Linked DNA regions of Pan troglodytes: region 2 is linked to region 1. A link is a contact called in public Hi-C data. All regions are on one chromosome and are shown on one strand. The core of a region is the stretch at or near the end of the contact, and the rest is flanking DNA. Distances in the headings are between cores, read along the strand shown. Region 1 holds the start of LOC107967393 (a long non-coding RNA gene). Region 2 holds the start of ARHGAP29 (Rho GTPase activating protein 29).

Evidence for each region. Hi-C and Micro-C count contacts between places; a contact is called where the count stands out from the background.
Region 2: a contact with region 1 is called in a Hi-C map of induced pluripotent stem cells, with 2.5 times the contacts expected there. The contact joins the promoter of ARHGAP29 here to the enhancer-like site in region 1. A contact is called at or near these places in 4 of 7 Hi-C or Micro-C datasets (blood, induced pluripotent stem cells and stem cell-derived neural progenitor cells), 1 of 1 datasets of contacts at active chromatin or transcription factors (stem cell-derived excitatory neurons) and 1 of 1 other capture datasets (stem cell-derived neural stem cells).

Annotation. Positions count from the first base shown.
Region 1 is chr1:136,847,105-136,854,710 of NHGRI_mPanTro3-v2.0_pri, forward strand. LOC107967393 (a long non-coding RNA gene) reads left to right here and starts at 2,395. Exons shown (of 3, transcript XR_001707746.2): 1 at 2,395-2,608; 2 at 2,936-2,983; 3 at 6,180-6,594. Within about 2 kb of position 5,312, at least 4 of the 24 cell types and tissues checked have an H3K27ac peak or open chromatin away from gene starts, as enhancers often do. A contact at or near this core is called in induced pluripotent stem cells, where this site is marked.
Region 2 is chr1:136,930,619-136,938,422 of NHGRI_mPanTro3-v2.0_pri, forward strand. ARHGAP29 (Rho GTPase activating protein 29) reads left to right here and starts at 1,754. Exons shown (of 24, transcript XM_054668034.2): 1 at 1,754-1,943.

The sequences.
Region 1 (7,606 bases), core at 4,062-6,561:
TTAAAACCAAATATGGGACATCCCTGTGTTTAAAACTCACCTGGTCACTCTTAACCCCTTATATGTAGAGTTCCCTGACAACATTTCCATTTCATTTCACTGCCCTGAGCTCCTCTTTCTCACTTCCCTTCTGGCTTTCAGCCTTCAATTCTTTTTTTTTTTTTTTAATTACTTTTATTTTAGGTTAAGGGGTACAAGTGCAGGTTTGTTATATAGGGAAACTTATGACATGGGGGTTTGTTGTACAGATTATTTTGTCACCCAGGTACTAAGCCTAGTACCCAATAATAATTTTTTTTTTTTTGAGACGGAGTCTCCCTCTGTCGCCAGGCTGGAGTGCAGTGACATGATCTTGGCTCACTGCAACTTCTGCCTCCCAGGTTTAAGCGATTCTCCTGCCTCAGCCTCCTGAGTAGCTGGGACTACAGGCATGCACCACCACGCCCAGCTAATTTTTGTATTTTTAGTAAAGACGGGGTTTCACCATGTTGGCCAGGATGGTCTCAATCTCTTGACCTTGTGATCTGCCCGCCTCGGCCTCCCAAAGTGCTGAGATTACAGGCGTTAGCCACTGCAGCCGGCCTTAATAATTTTTTTTATCTTCTCCCTCCTCCCACCATCCACCCTCAGGCAGGCCCAGTGTCTGCTGTTCCCTTCTTTGTGTCCAAGTTCTCATCATTTAGCTCCTACTTATAAGTGACAACATGTAGGATTGGTTTTCTGTTCCTGCATTAGTTTGCTGAGGATGATGGTTTCCAGCTCCATGTTTCTGCAGAGGACATAATCTCATTCTTTTTTATTCAGACTTCAATTCTTTTTTCTTTTTTTCTTTTTAGAGACAAGGTCTCCCTCTGTCACCCAGGCTAGAGTACAGTAGCATGATCTTTGCTCACTGCAACCTCTTCCTCCTGGGTTCAAGCGATTCTCATGCCTCAGACTCCAGAGTAACTGGGATTATAGGCATGCGCCAACATATATGGCTAACTTTTGTATTTTTAGTGGAAATGGGGTTTCACCATGTTGGCCAGCTGGTCTCAAATTCCTTCTGGTCTCAAGTGATCTGCCCGACCTGGCCTCCCAAAGTGCTGGGATTACAGGCATGTAATAGCTTTCAATTCTTGATACATTTCTTATACAAATTAAGTTAGCTTTGGAGATTTCATCTTTCATATCCAAGGTCTTTTGCTAAACAAAGGATAGTCCTCTCTATGAACAATTCTATTTCCGTCTTTAAAATTGATGTTTTTAGGCCTATTACATAAATTTTCTGCACTACTTGTATAGAATTTTAGAATCTTAATGCTAAAAGTAAAATTAGTGCAAGAGAGGTATTAATTGATAACTGAGTCTATTTGTGTTTTTGCCAAAGAATGAATAGATGTGTGTCCTCTAAGGTCCTTCTCATAACTGTCTATCACTTCATGTATGATTTCAGCTCAATATAATTCAACAGTATTTATAGAGTCCCATTTAGTTCTAGAAACTATACTAAGTCACTTTGGGAGATTACAAAGAAATAAAATTAGCTTCTGCTCCTAAGAAAAGGATATCATTTACCCAGAGAAAAGGCAGGACAAAATGCAGATGAGAGTGGGGATGGAGAGAGATAATTAGATAGGTTTTTTTTTATTTTTTTATTTTTTATTTTATTTAATTAGATAGTTTTAAACATGTTTCAGTAGCACTCAATAAATATTTTTGAGTGGATGAATAAATGAATGAAAAGGCAATGGTGTGAGAATTTCAAAAAGCAATTGGAAATTCCAGCCTCAGAAGGATAGTCAAGGAATGACCTGCAGAGAGATGATAAATAATGACCATGTGCACTGGCTTTTGCCTGTAATTCTAATACTTTGGAAGGCAAAGGCAGGAGGGTCAGTTGAGGCCAGGAGTTCAGGACCAGCCTGGGCAACATAGTGAGAGCCTGTCTCCACAGAAAAATAAATAAACTAGCCAGTCATGGTGGCATGTGTTTGTAGTTCCAGCTACTTGGGATGCTGAGGGTAGAGAATCATTTGAACCCAGGAGGTCGAGGCTGTAGTGAACCTTCATCGGGCCACTGCACTCTAGCCTGGGCAACAGGGTGAGACTCTGTCTCAAAAACGACAACAATAACAACGAAATGATAAATCATGGGCTTGAAGGTTTACATGAGGTTGTTCAGTACAGTGTGAGAAACTGAACAAGCCAAGTCTAGAATCCCTGGAGATACTTACAGGAACAGCCTCAGCAAAGAAAAAGAAGACTATAAAGAAACCATCAGAAAAGAGAAAACAATCTGTCAATAGAGGTAACACAGAATCACAAGAAACTAGAATAGAATAAGATGGAGAAAAACTTTCTTCTTTGGTGGCCATCAAACCAGCTGCTTCAGCAGAGGAAGGGGGAGTAAAAATCAGAGAGAGGGGAGTTTCATTTATGCAGGGAAGGAAAGAAGTGGGTGGTGTTGGCTCTGCACATTGGAGGAAGAAATGCACAGAGCCAGAGAAGACTTGAGCAGGGCTGGAGGCTGACAGGAAGGAGTTACTGCAGCTGGGAGAGAGGAATGGGCTTACTGATGGAGCACCAACCTGCTGGAGGTCAACCGTCAACTGCTGAATCCATAACAGTTGGGTTCTCTGTTGCCAGAGAGGTTTTAGCTTTGGAAAGAAATGGGGCACTGTGTTCTCAGAAACAGCAGAGGGGGCTAAGAAGAAAGAGTGTGTTTTGAGGGGAGAACAGGGAAATCGAGAGTGAAACTGTCCTTCCCACCATCTCTTAGAGTGAGAGAGCCGGGTAGGGCTGTTGTCCTTAGACAGTGTAAAAGTTTTGAAAAGGCAGCAGAAAGTCAAAAGAGATGACCCCAAGGAACTGAGGAAGGCGAGTGTTCTCATCTTTGGACTGACTACAATTCATTCACAGCAATAGCTAATATTGGAGTTCTTATTTTTTCTAGGTGCTTGAACACAGAACATCTCACTTAACTCTTAGCACAATCCTTAAGGTGAGTATATTAAAATTCCAATTTTAAGATGAAGAGACCAAAGCACATAGAGGTCAGGGTGGGGGTGGGGGTGGGGGTGGGGGAGAGATTATACCACTATGGAGCTAGGCTTCAAACCAGGTTGTCTCACTCCAAAGCCCATGCTCAAATCTGTCTCCTACTATAGGCTACCTAATCTTTCCCATCACTTCTTACGAATATTATGCTCTCTCAGCCCTGTTCATGATTCCTCAGCCCTATTTCCCACTCCTGGCTGTGGGCCTTCTCAGAGGCTCTTCTTGTATCAGAAATATCCTGCCTGCCCAGCAAACCATTCATTCCAAAACCTCTTCAAGGATTTCTTCATAGGTACTATTTCTGTGATGACTTATTTGTTTAAATGAATCTGAGATTGAGATGCTCTTGCTCACGCATACAATGCATTGCAATTGTGCAATGCATGTGTGACAGATGCCACTAGCTTTCTGGTCATTGGATGCCTACGCTTATGGATACTTTTGCATCTATGCTGATGTCAGCACCTCCAGGGGGAGAGGACTGTTTAATCTCTTCCAATTCTTCCTTATCAATCTGTATTCTATGATGTTAGTTAACAAATGCCATTTGCAGAATATCATGATGTTGCTAATAGATGTCCATTTATTCATCTTCTCTATAAACTGTAGTATAGTGGCCAAAATTCAAAAGCCTGAAAACTTCTATAAGGATTTTATTCAGGAGGTCACTTTCCCTAAAATTTGATTGTTTTGTCTGCTGAACTCATATATTTCTAGGTATTTGGTAATTCCACCTTGGTTGCTTTATCTATACTTTAAATATTTCAATTGCTCCCGAGTTGCAAGGCTAGCATTTTTCTGCTTCCTCCGTAGTCCATTGTTTTTTGAAAGGTACTAGATTTACTTGGCTCTGATTTCCCCAGGTATCTTTATGATTCCTAGGAGCCATCCAAATGCTACATGAAGGCAGTATTAATCTCTGCAGCTTTTTCTTCCCACTCAGGAGTTGTCTTTTCTTGAGTTATCTTAATTTATTGGAAGGGAATTCCTCATTGTTCTTAATTTATCACTCTCTGACACTGTTTCCATTTCTGGTACATTTATTGGCCTCATGAAGGCAAGACCAAAAAATTAAGGTAAAATAAATTAAAATAAACCCGAGTTTAATGTTTCAATTTCCTGGATGCTCCTCCTTACCCACAATCCCTTTAAGATATTTAAAGAATCTTGTATCGTTGAGGTGTCTTCTAAGGCTGTCCTTCCATCACTGTCTACTTTACATTTTTTTTTCAGTTCACTTTTAAAGCCTCTTAGTATTGTTTCAAATGCCCCCACCCTTTTCTTCTTTTTAAGTGTGCTGGTTTTATAAACCGGGAACCTTCTGTTTTCCCATGGTGACATTTAATCATTATCTTCTGTGTGATGCTTCTTCATTTATTAGTCTGAGCAGTTAATTCATTTCCTGGACACAGGATTTATAAGAATGTTTAATTTGCCTTATTACCCACTTTGTTGCTCAATCAACCCTTTGTAATAGTATCATGTTTTTCTACTCCTACTTAGCATCTTCATTCCACTTCATTCTATGAAATCAACTCTCCCCCTTCTTTTGAATGACTTAGCTGCTGTGGTCTATCTTTTTTGCCTTTCTCTCCATGATTTTAGCATCTTGGTTGATTAAAGAAGAGCTTCCTCTTAGCTTTCTGCCTGCTGATTTTTAGGATTGAAGTAAAAGACAATTTAATTTTGGGCTCATAGCATATCTTCTCTAGTGCCCATAATCATGTGTGACAAACTCATTGACTTAAAATAAGCAAATTATTATTTTCATAAAACAATCATACTTTTTTTCTATCATTTCCTACTAGTTATAGGACATTTCATCCCCTTAGGTCATCTTGATAGTCATCAAAATTAGTTTTAAACACTTTTACATGTTTTCCTTTAAAATATTTCATTTTCATGAACACTTTCTTCTTGGTCTTAAAACATCTGCATTTGCTGATACTTGTGTTTTACATGTTCCTTCTTATGTTTCTGATGGAAATATTTTGCTAATCTATAGAAGCTTAAACTTCTGTCTTTTTTGGGGGGGTGGGGGTAACTTTTTCTAAACTAATGGTGCAGTCATTCTTATCTGGAATTCATCATATTCGTGGCACAATCTCAAAGAACTTCATGGATAAAGATAGCTGCCTTGGAGTTAGACACTCCGAGGCATGAAGGGGTTAAATCATGATCGCAGCGACGGCGACCTAACAAGAAGGCGGTGATGGAACCCAGAGAAGCCAGCATTCTTAAGTCACTTCTCCCGTCCCTCTCGCCCGCCCCCGCCAGTTCATCTCTTTTGTTGCTGGCTAGTTTCCTCTGATTGTAATTCATTCTGTATTCCTTCCTGCCCCTCTGTCTTGGCTAATTGTTCTTTCCCACACTACGGGGTTTTAATTTCCTCAAGTTATCGCCTTATCACCGGAGTTTACACTTCCTCAGCTCTTTGGGCCTGTCTCCCGCTCACCACTGAGTTTTGGTGACCCTTGCCTGACCGCTCAATTTCCACTGTACCTTAGTTTGCCGATCGCTGAAGTGGGACTGTTATTTCTCCCACTTCTCCCAAGGCAGCTGCATCAGAGTCCAGTCATTTTAGGACAGTTTTGCCAGTTAAGAACTATGTCTGAGCTCTGTGGTGATTTTCATGGACATTCCAGTGAGTTCCACTAGCAAAGCTGGAAGCTCCAACGATATGCCATCATTCTCTTCCCCAGATCACTACATTCCCCCAAACAGCCGTTTGGTTCTGTTTATCCTTATTTTTAACTTTGAAAGGAAATCTAGCAATAAAAATTCTATTTTGCTCTGAGTGGTACATTCACTGACAAGCAATTTTCTCCATGCTTTAAAAGTTGGAGTGACATTTTGAGCAAACTCACTATCTCAGAAAATGTCTTCACGACATGGTGCTGACCTAGGAATCCCATCAAATGCACAGACTCATCAATTTTCTTTACATTAGGTTCAGAGGAGAATCTTAATTTTCTAAAACTACAATCCACACCTTCTAAAAATCTCTTGTCATTATCGCATTGTGAGGGGAGGGAATTCGATATTAAATACAGACCACTTTGCATTAATTCCAGGGTGTCAAGAGTTAAAGGGAACACACAAACCCAGTGTTGCTATTTTGTTTTATTTTGCTCTTACAGGATGGATCCTTCCTTTTCCTCTCGGTGCCTGGGGCTGGGGAATGAAGTGTCCTCTGCCTGAGGAGGTGGAGTGGAGGCCTTCGTTTTAAGACCAGGGTTCTGATTACACCTGACAGGGCCGAAACTTGATGCCCACAGAGCTTACTGATATCTTATCTTCTTCCACTAGCCAGGATTACAGCAGGAATGTAACAGAAGTTTTCACTGATTCAGTTTGTGTATGCTTAGTATGTAAACAAAAAAGCAAAAACAAAAACAAAATTCTTTTTTGTCCTCCTTGAAATTAGCTCCAGAGAGAGTTCTTTCCATCTTTTTAAAAATATTGGTCAACATAAAGAGTTTTGTTCTCAAGGCTAAATCTTAATGCTCCTGCAGAGAGTCTCATAGTTCAAGAATAATCACATTTAATAAAAAGTCTGCCTCAGAAAAAGATTCACAGAACCTGAGCCATGGCACTGATTTTGTGGTATTTGGATTCGTGTCTATAAAAATATTTGTACACCAGATGGTGGATTGTTCGACGCATTCATCCCAAACCAAAAGATTTTTTTTTTAAACTCACACACACCAAACACTGTGGGGGTGGGGGGGATCATTAATTTTTTTCCCAGTCATGCTGCATGAGTAATGGTAAAAGCAACAGCTAAAACAATAAGATTACTGTGTTGAATTCTTAATGCATTGTCAGGTATAAAGACTTCAAGTAGTGCTGAAAATATTTTCTCCCTCTGAACAACACATACCTTACGTACAACTCACTTTGACAGTTTACCAAGTGTACATATTTTCTAAAACAAAATCATCCTGCTGATGGAGGAAGCTATATGGGGTGACCTACTCAAGATTGGATTGGGAAGCATCCAAATTAAACATGAAGCCAACAGCCTAGGGCCCCAGTGATTCATCCAACATGACTTTTTCTCGGCAGGTTGATTTCATTTTTAACAGTCAATTCTCAACTAACTACTCTAATGGGTGGGGAGGTATATATGATAAAACCAAAACAGGATAACAGAAAACTAACTGTGCAGTGTCTAATGTTGGTGGGAGGGTTGTTATCTATGTCCCACACCATGGCCACTTCATGGATCTTGGCTATTCATTTATTGTCATGTTACAGCAACTGTGGACTATTTCCTGAAGGAAATCTGGCCCCTACCCATGGGTACACTGTGGTCTGCCTCTTTGAGGACGTAGGTCTATACAAGTACATGGCCTGGTTAGGAACCTTCACTTTCACAAGTGGATGCCAAGTTCTTAGGTGTACATCCGCATCTAATCAGAAGTATAGAGTTTCAGATATTGGGTACCTGCCAGACAATTTATCCTTGACTTCTCTGCTGCTTAATTCTTAAGGAAGTTTGATTGGCGAAAACAACATTTAGGGAGAGATGCAGGCCATCCAACTTTCTTTCTTTCTTTCTTTC
Region 2 (7,804 bases), core at 504-3,003, 80 kb after region 1:
GATTGCAGGCGTGAGCCACCGCGCCCGGTGGATGACTAATTTTCACTGGAGCGAACAGAAAGGCTTCAGAGCAGAGGCAGGATTCTCTATCATGGAAGGAATGAAAAATATTTCAATAAGCAGAGTGGATATGTGTTAATATATACTGTAATTATAAAATAACAATACCACATCATCTGTCATACATGCTTCATTATTAATGCACTATCCAGTTATGCCTTTGATTTCTTGTTTGTGTGTCTGTTAGTCCTCGTCCTCCAAAACCATGATCATGAGCCACTTTAGTGAAGAAATATTTATAGGTAAAAAACCTAGTTGGCTTATAAGATGATTCAGGGCACATGCTGAGTCAGTGTCAGAGGATTTGGTGGAGATATTGCCCCTTATTTTTTAGTTTCTTTGCCAAACACAGCCATTTATCCCACTTAGCAGATGTTTGACATTCACCCTTTCTCAGTTAATAATCATATTTACTTATAAAAATGACCCAGGTGTGGTAGCTCATGCCTCTAATCCCAGCACTTTGGGAGGATGAGGCAGGAGGATCCCTTGAGGCCAGGAGTTTGAGACCAGCCTGGGCAACATGGCGAAGACTCCATCTCTACAAAACATAAAAATAAACAACAGAGCTGGATGTGGTGACACGAGCCTGTAGTCCCAGCTACTCAGGAGGCTGAGATGAGAGTATTCCTTCAGTCCAGGAGTTCAAGGCTTCAGTGAGCTATGACTGTGCCACTGCACTCCAGCCTGAGCACAGAGCAAGGCCCTCTCTCTAAAACAAAACAAAACAAAACAAAAACATCTTCCTTTGACAATGTTTTCAAATATATTTCTCCTAACGAAGAAGGGTGAAGAATATGACAGATATTTAATCTTTTTGAAAAATATTTAAAGGGAAGATGCCATTAAGTGATTTTTCCAAATTCCCTTTCCATAATTTTACCCATTAATCAGCTAATATTCATGGAGTGCTTATGTGTCAGCACAGGTGACAGGAAAGGTATTCTTAGTAGAGTTGGTAAGTGTTACTAATATATATTATATATAAATGCAGTGTTTTGTTTTCCTCCAAACATGATATGATGTGTGATCCAACATCTAGATAAATGTTTTATTTTGGTTGCGGCTTCCTCCACCGTGTTGATCAGTCCCATGACTCAAGGAGCACTTAATGGTAAGAAGCAGGTAGCGTGGTTAGGGGACATGCAATCAACTAGCATCTACTGAGCACCTGCCATGTGTCGGGGACTGTATAATAGCTGATGTTTTGAGTAATTTATTTGGTTTGCTGAAAGTGACAATCAGTTGAAGACAGAAAAGAGTGGGGGGAGTTTTAAAGTTAAGCACAAAACGTACTTTTGTTTTGAATGGAAGAAGAAGGGTGGAGGAAGACGGCCGACAAAACAAGTTGAACACCTGAGTCTTGACTGGAAGGAATTCAAAGTGCCCACCTGAGAAATGTCTAATTAAACAAGGACAGAGAACCTGCTCCCTGCAGGAGGGTACAAAAAGTCACTTTTCCTCTAAGTCGCTCTGCCCGCCCTGCTGCAAGTCAAAAGGGCGACCGACGCGGCCGCGGTTGGGACAACTTCAGGCCGGGCGCAGCTGACCGCCGCGTTCTGCGCGCGAGCGAGCAGCCGCCCCAACCTGCCGCGGTCGCCGGCCCCAACCTGCCGCGGTCGCCGACCCCGCCCCCCGGGAGCGCGGGCCAGGCCAATGGGCTGGGCTCCAAGGGGCGGGGCAGGCGGCCGGCGCAGCCGTGGCGGTAGCTGCAAAGGCGGCGGCCGCTGTGGTGGTGGTGGTGTCTGTGGCTGCGGCTGCCACTTGGCCGGGCGTCTGCGGGCCGTGGGGGATGGGGGCGGCGAGCTCCAGCCCTCGGCGGTGGCGGCGGCCGTAGGTGTGGGGCGGCCGTCCGCGTCCGGGACGCGGGATGGAGCGCCGTGGTGAGTGTGAGGAGGTGGCGCTCGCTTCGGCCGCGGCGGTGGTGGCTCCGGGCTGGGGTCGCCCGCGCGGGCGCCGGCTAGTTGCCGTCCAGGGTCCGGCAGGGGCTAGGGGCGCGCCCGGCGAGGCAGGCGCGGACGAGCGAGAGGACGCGGGCGGGCGCTGCGGGTACGCCGCGGACCCCGGGTGCGCGCTCTGAGTTGTGTGACGCAGGCGGGCAGCAGGGGAGAAGCTGGCCGGGTGGACTTTCCTCCCCTTACAGGACTCCCCGAGCGTGTCTCAGCCCCGCTCCCTTTGCTAGCCACCAGCACTCATCGCCTCACTGCGGAATTCAGGGGCTCCTTTACCCTTACCCCCTTGGTTTTCTTCACCGGGTCTCAAGTCCGTCTTTCTTACTGGGGATGCTTTTTGGAAGTTTGGTGACGTTTTCTGAAATTTCAGTCTGACACATGCAAAGGCTGAGTAAAACAGACATCTCATGTTCCATATTTACTTTTTCTTATTGCACTTCACCTCACCTAGACCCTGGCTATTTATTACTTTGGGGGAGGGAGATCTAAGGTTGTAAAACACCGTCTTGCGCATTCTCACCGTGTGCCCCTTCTGGAGCGTCTCTGTCGTTCCCTCCCACCCTACTCCTCCCCTTCTCTCTCCCCACTCATTACTGCCTGGTCTCGCCCTTCCACCTTTTCCCAGCCATGGCTCTAGGGCAAGTCGTGTGCTCTGCAAAATAGGAAGGGACAAGCTGGGAGATTGCACCTACCACCTGGAGAGCGGACCCCTGTGCGTTTGTTTCACTAGGTGTCCCAGGACCCGGTCTGTGATAGAAACCTGGTGTTCCCAGGGAGGATCTTGCCTTGGTTTAAACAGAGCAGCCAAGGACGTTCCTCCCTTGTCTTTCAGCCCCTCTGATTTGTCCGAGTTTATCTCACCTTTTCACCACCACCACCCCTCTTTAAAAACCAAGGGTGGCGTTCCACATTGTTTTTTTTGGATCTTTGACATCCTCTGTTTTCTAAAGATGGATCTTTTTTGGGCGGGGGATGGAGGGGTTGGCGGGGGGAAGGGGAATGTTAGGAGATGTTTTATGAAAGTTCTAAGTACCTTTTTGCTCTACATTTACCTTTTTCTTTATTAATCTTTGGGAATTAGCTTCGCTTCCTCCTCATTCAGTTTGGGAGAGGAGATTCCCCTTTCAAGAAAAATACTTCAAAATTAGATATGAAAGTGAATATTCAGAATGAGTGAATCACAACAAAACTATGGGAGTCTTGGAGATTAGGTCCCTTTCTGTAGTGATTTCTTTACGCAGTTTGCCAGAAATGCTTATTTCAAAATGCCTCCTTGTTACAGGAACTGTGTAAGTAAGCAACCCTGATGCTTAAGCTTCATGAGCTTTACAGTATGTATACAGTTCTTGTCTGATGATTCTGAGAAGAGTTTAAGAGTGAACTTGAAGAAAATAGAATAGGCCTGAGTAGAAAATGTTTTAGTCCCCAATTTGGCAGGAAATAGAACTTTGGCTGAGATGTAGAAAAGCGCTGCCCAAGAATGTATAGTGGTTGGTCATTACTGCTCCCCTTACCTCCTTAAAATAGAATATCTACCTCAGTTGTAAGCACCTTCACTTCCTCACATGTAAAGGCTCTTGACCTAGGAACATGGGCTTTTATAGCCACTGCTCTTGGTCCCGGGGGTTAGTATAACCACATTGAACAAAGTTCATGCCCAGAAGTCACCCTAAAGAATTTTCATTCTCGTATCACTTATTCATTCAGCATTCACTAAGAAAATTTAGTCTGATCCCATTTTGTGGTAGACAGTCCTGTAGAACCTTTGCATCTTCGGTAGCAATAGACAATATTGATGGGGCCCAAGGTATAATATCGTGAGTTTCCCAAGTATGTTGAATATCCTATGGGAAAGTAAAGGGATGCTTTATTTTTAGTGGAGGAAATGAAAGGCTTCTCGCAATTTCCCCCACACCTACACCGCCACTGCATTCCTAGGCAACGAAATTCTTTTGTCATTTAAGATTAGGTTCATATTCTCTAGAATTTTATGTAAATGGAATCATACCAAAGATATACAGTGTGTATGTGCCTGGCTTCTTTCATTTAGCTTAATGCTTTTGAGATTCATCTATGATTTTTTCCGATGTCATGGATATGTAATGTTAAATAGTATTCCATCGTAAGGCTGTACCACAGTTTGTTTATCTGTTGATGGAGTTTGGGTTGTTTTGTTTTTGACTATCATGAAAAAAATTGCTATGCATTTGTATACAAGTTTAGGGGTGAATATATGTTTTCATTTCTTTTGGATGCATACAAAAGGAGAATTACTGGGTTGTATGTTAAATGTACATTTCCTGTGTAAGAAACTGCCAGGCTGTTTCACAAAGTGATTGTATACCTTGTATATAGAAGCATGTATTACAGTTACAGTTGCCCTACATCCTCACCAACACTTAGTAGTTCAGTCTAGCTGAAATTAAAATTTCTTCTGACTATTCAGTGGTATCTCATAGAAGTTGAAATTTGCATTTCCCTGATACTAATGGTATTGAGCAATATTTCATGTGCTTATTGCCCAGTTGTGTATCTTCTTTTGTGCAGCATATGTTCACTTCATTACTCATTATTTTATTGGATTGTTGTTTTATTTTTATTGAATTGTAAGAGTTCCTGATATATTTGGTTACAAATCCTTTGTCAGATATTTTCTCCCAATTTGTGGCTTGCATTTTATTTCAACACTGTCTCTCAAAGAGCAGAAGTTTTAAATTTTTTTGTTCAATTGTTTGTTGTTAGTGTATAGAAAGAAAATTGATTATAGTGTATTAACTTTGTATTCTGTGACCTTGCTATATTCATTTATTAGATGTAGTAGCTTATAGGCTTCTTAAGATTTTTTTTTTAAGTCCCCAACCCACCATCTCTGAGTATTTTACTTCTTTCTTTTTAAATGTGAATGCATTTTATTTCTTTCTCTTGTCTTACTGTACTGGCTAAGACCCTCAGTAACAATATTAATCCTGATCTTAAGGAGAAAACCTGTCGGTTTTTTTGTAGATGCCTTTTATCAGATAGAAGAAATTATCTTCTATTCCTACGTTGTTGACTGTTTTAATCATGAATGGCCATGGAATTTAGTCAGATGCTTTTTCTGCATCTTTTGAGATGATCACATGGTTTTTCTCTAGTGAATGTTAAACTAAGCTTGCATTCCTTGGACAGACCCTTCTTGGGCATTATGTATTATCCTTTTTATATATTGTTGGATTTGACTTGCTAATACTGTGTTAAGAAATTTGTTTTTTGTGTGTGTTTTTGGGTTTTTTTTTTTTTTTTTTTTTTTTTTTTTTTTTTGGTAATGTCTTTGTCTGGTTTTGGTATCAGGGTAATGCTGGCCTCATAGAATGAGTTGGGAAGTGTTCTTGTCTCCTGTATTTTCCAAGAGTTTGTATAGGATTATTTTATCTGGTTCAGTGAATTTTATCAGTGAAGCTCATGTAGATGTAGTTTTCTTTGTGGGAAATTTTAAATAATGAATTCAGTTATTTAATACATGTAGTGCTATTAACATTTTCTGTTTCTTGTGTCAGGGTTAGTAATCTGTGTCTTTCAAAGAATTTTTCCATTTCATCTGAGTTGTTAAGTTTATTGGCAAAGTTTTTTGTAACATTCCCTTGTATCCTTTTATCCTTGTGTCTGTAAGGTCTGTACTGATGTCGTTTCTTCCATTCATATTAGTGATTTGTGTTTTCTCTATTTCTTGATCAGCCTAGCTAGATATTTATCAATTTAATCTTTTCAAAGAACCAGCTTTTGGTTATATTGATTTTTTTCTGTTTTCTGTTTTCTAAATCATTGATTTCTGTTCTTATCATTATTTACTTCCTTTTGCTTACTTTGGGTATAATTTGCTCTTTGTTTTCTAGCTTCTTAAAGTGGAAGCTTAGATATTGACTTTAGACCCTTCTCTTTTACAATAAAGCATCTAAAACTGTGTATTTTATCTAACCATGACTTTACTTTGTAATCTCCACATTTTGAAATGGGTTTTCATTTTCATTCAGTTCAAAATATATTAAAATTTCCCTTGTGGAAATTTGACCCATTGGTTATTTTAAAGTTTTATATATATATATATATATATATATTTTTTTTTTTTTTTTTTTTTTTTTTGAGACGGAGTCTCGCTCTGTCGCCCAGGCTGGAGTGCAGTGGCGCGATCTCGGCTCACTGCAAGCTCCGCCTCCCGGGTTCACGCCATTCTCCTGCCTCAGCCTCCCGAGTAGCTGGGACTACAGGCGCCTGCTACCACGCCCGGCTAATTTTTTGTATTTTTAGTAGAGACGGGGTTTCACCGTGTTAGCCAGGATGGTCTCGATCTCCTGACCTCGTGATCCGCCCGCCTCGGCCTCCCAAAGTGCTGGGATTACAGGCGTGAGCCACCGCGCCCGGCTAAAGTTATATTTTATAATTTACAAATATTTGGGGATTTCCTGGCTATCTTTCTGTTACTAGTTTCAAATTTAATTTTGTTTTGATCAGAGGACATACACTGTGTGATTTCAGTCCTCTTAAGTTCATTGGGACTTCTTTTTATCCCATATATGGCCTATCTTATGAATATTCCATATACATTTGAAATGAATGCATATTCTGCTGTTTTTTGGTGGAATTTTCTGTAAATGTCTATCAGGTCAAGTTGATTGATAGTGCTATTCAAGTATTCTATGTCCTTAATGATCCTTAATGATTTTCTGTTATTCTATCAATTACTGAGAGAAGAGTGCTGAAATCTTAACTGTCATTGGGGATTTGTCTATTTTTTCCATACATTTCTCTCAGTTTTTTTCTCATACTCTGGACCTCTATTTTTGGTACAGATACCTTCAGGATTGTTGTCATTATGATCAAATGACTCTCTTATCATTATGAAATGTTGCTTTTTATCCTTGGTAAAATTCTTTGATACCTATATTATAGAGCTACTTTGGCTTTCTTATGATTAATATTTGCATGGTGTGTCTTTTTCTGTTGTTTTACTTTCCATATATCTGTGTCATTATATTTCAAGTCTGTGTTTTAATAGGAAAAATATAGTTGGGTCTTACTTTTTTACTCACTCTGAGAATCTCTGCCTTTTTATTGGGCTGTTTAGATTATTTATATTTAATGTAATTATTGGTATGATTGGGTTTAAGTCTGTTACTTTGCTGTTTGTTTTTCTATTTGTTCCATTTGTTGTTTCCTTTTTCTTCTTGTCCTGCCTTTTTTTTTTTCTTTTTTTTGATTTTTTGAAATTCTATTTATGCCCACTATTGGCTTAATTAACTTTATCTCTGGAGATTTTAGTATATATTTTTAACTTACAGTATACCTTCAAATAGTATTACACTACTTTACCTATAATGTAAGAACCTTACTGTATACTTTCATTTCCTCCTCCTTTACGCTATTGTCACAGATTTTGCTTCTGTATATGTTATAAATGCCACAACATATTGTTACTACTTTGTTTTAAACATCAGCTTTTAAAAAATTATAAAATGTGCCTGTTTTGAAGCTTTGTTGGGGTGTGGCTAGAGTATAGTTTTCACTAAAGCTAGGTTAGATGTACTATGAGGCATGCCCTGGGGTCTCCCTGGGGTGTTCAGTAGGTCTCTCTACTCTGGCTGATGAAAATGTGGAGTTCTTCCAGCCCTGTGGGAAACCTGGGAATTGTCCATCTATAGCTTTCTGGAAATTATTTGCCAATCCTTGTTGTGTTTTGCTGTATACATGTGCATCTTGGTGTTCAGCAAGATAATTAAGAAATTCCCTATGCAAATTTCTGGAGCTCTTTCTTTTTC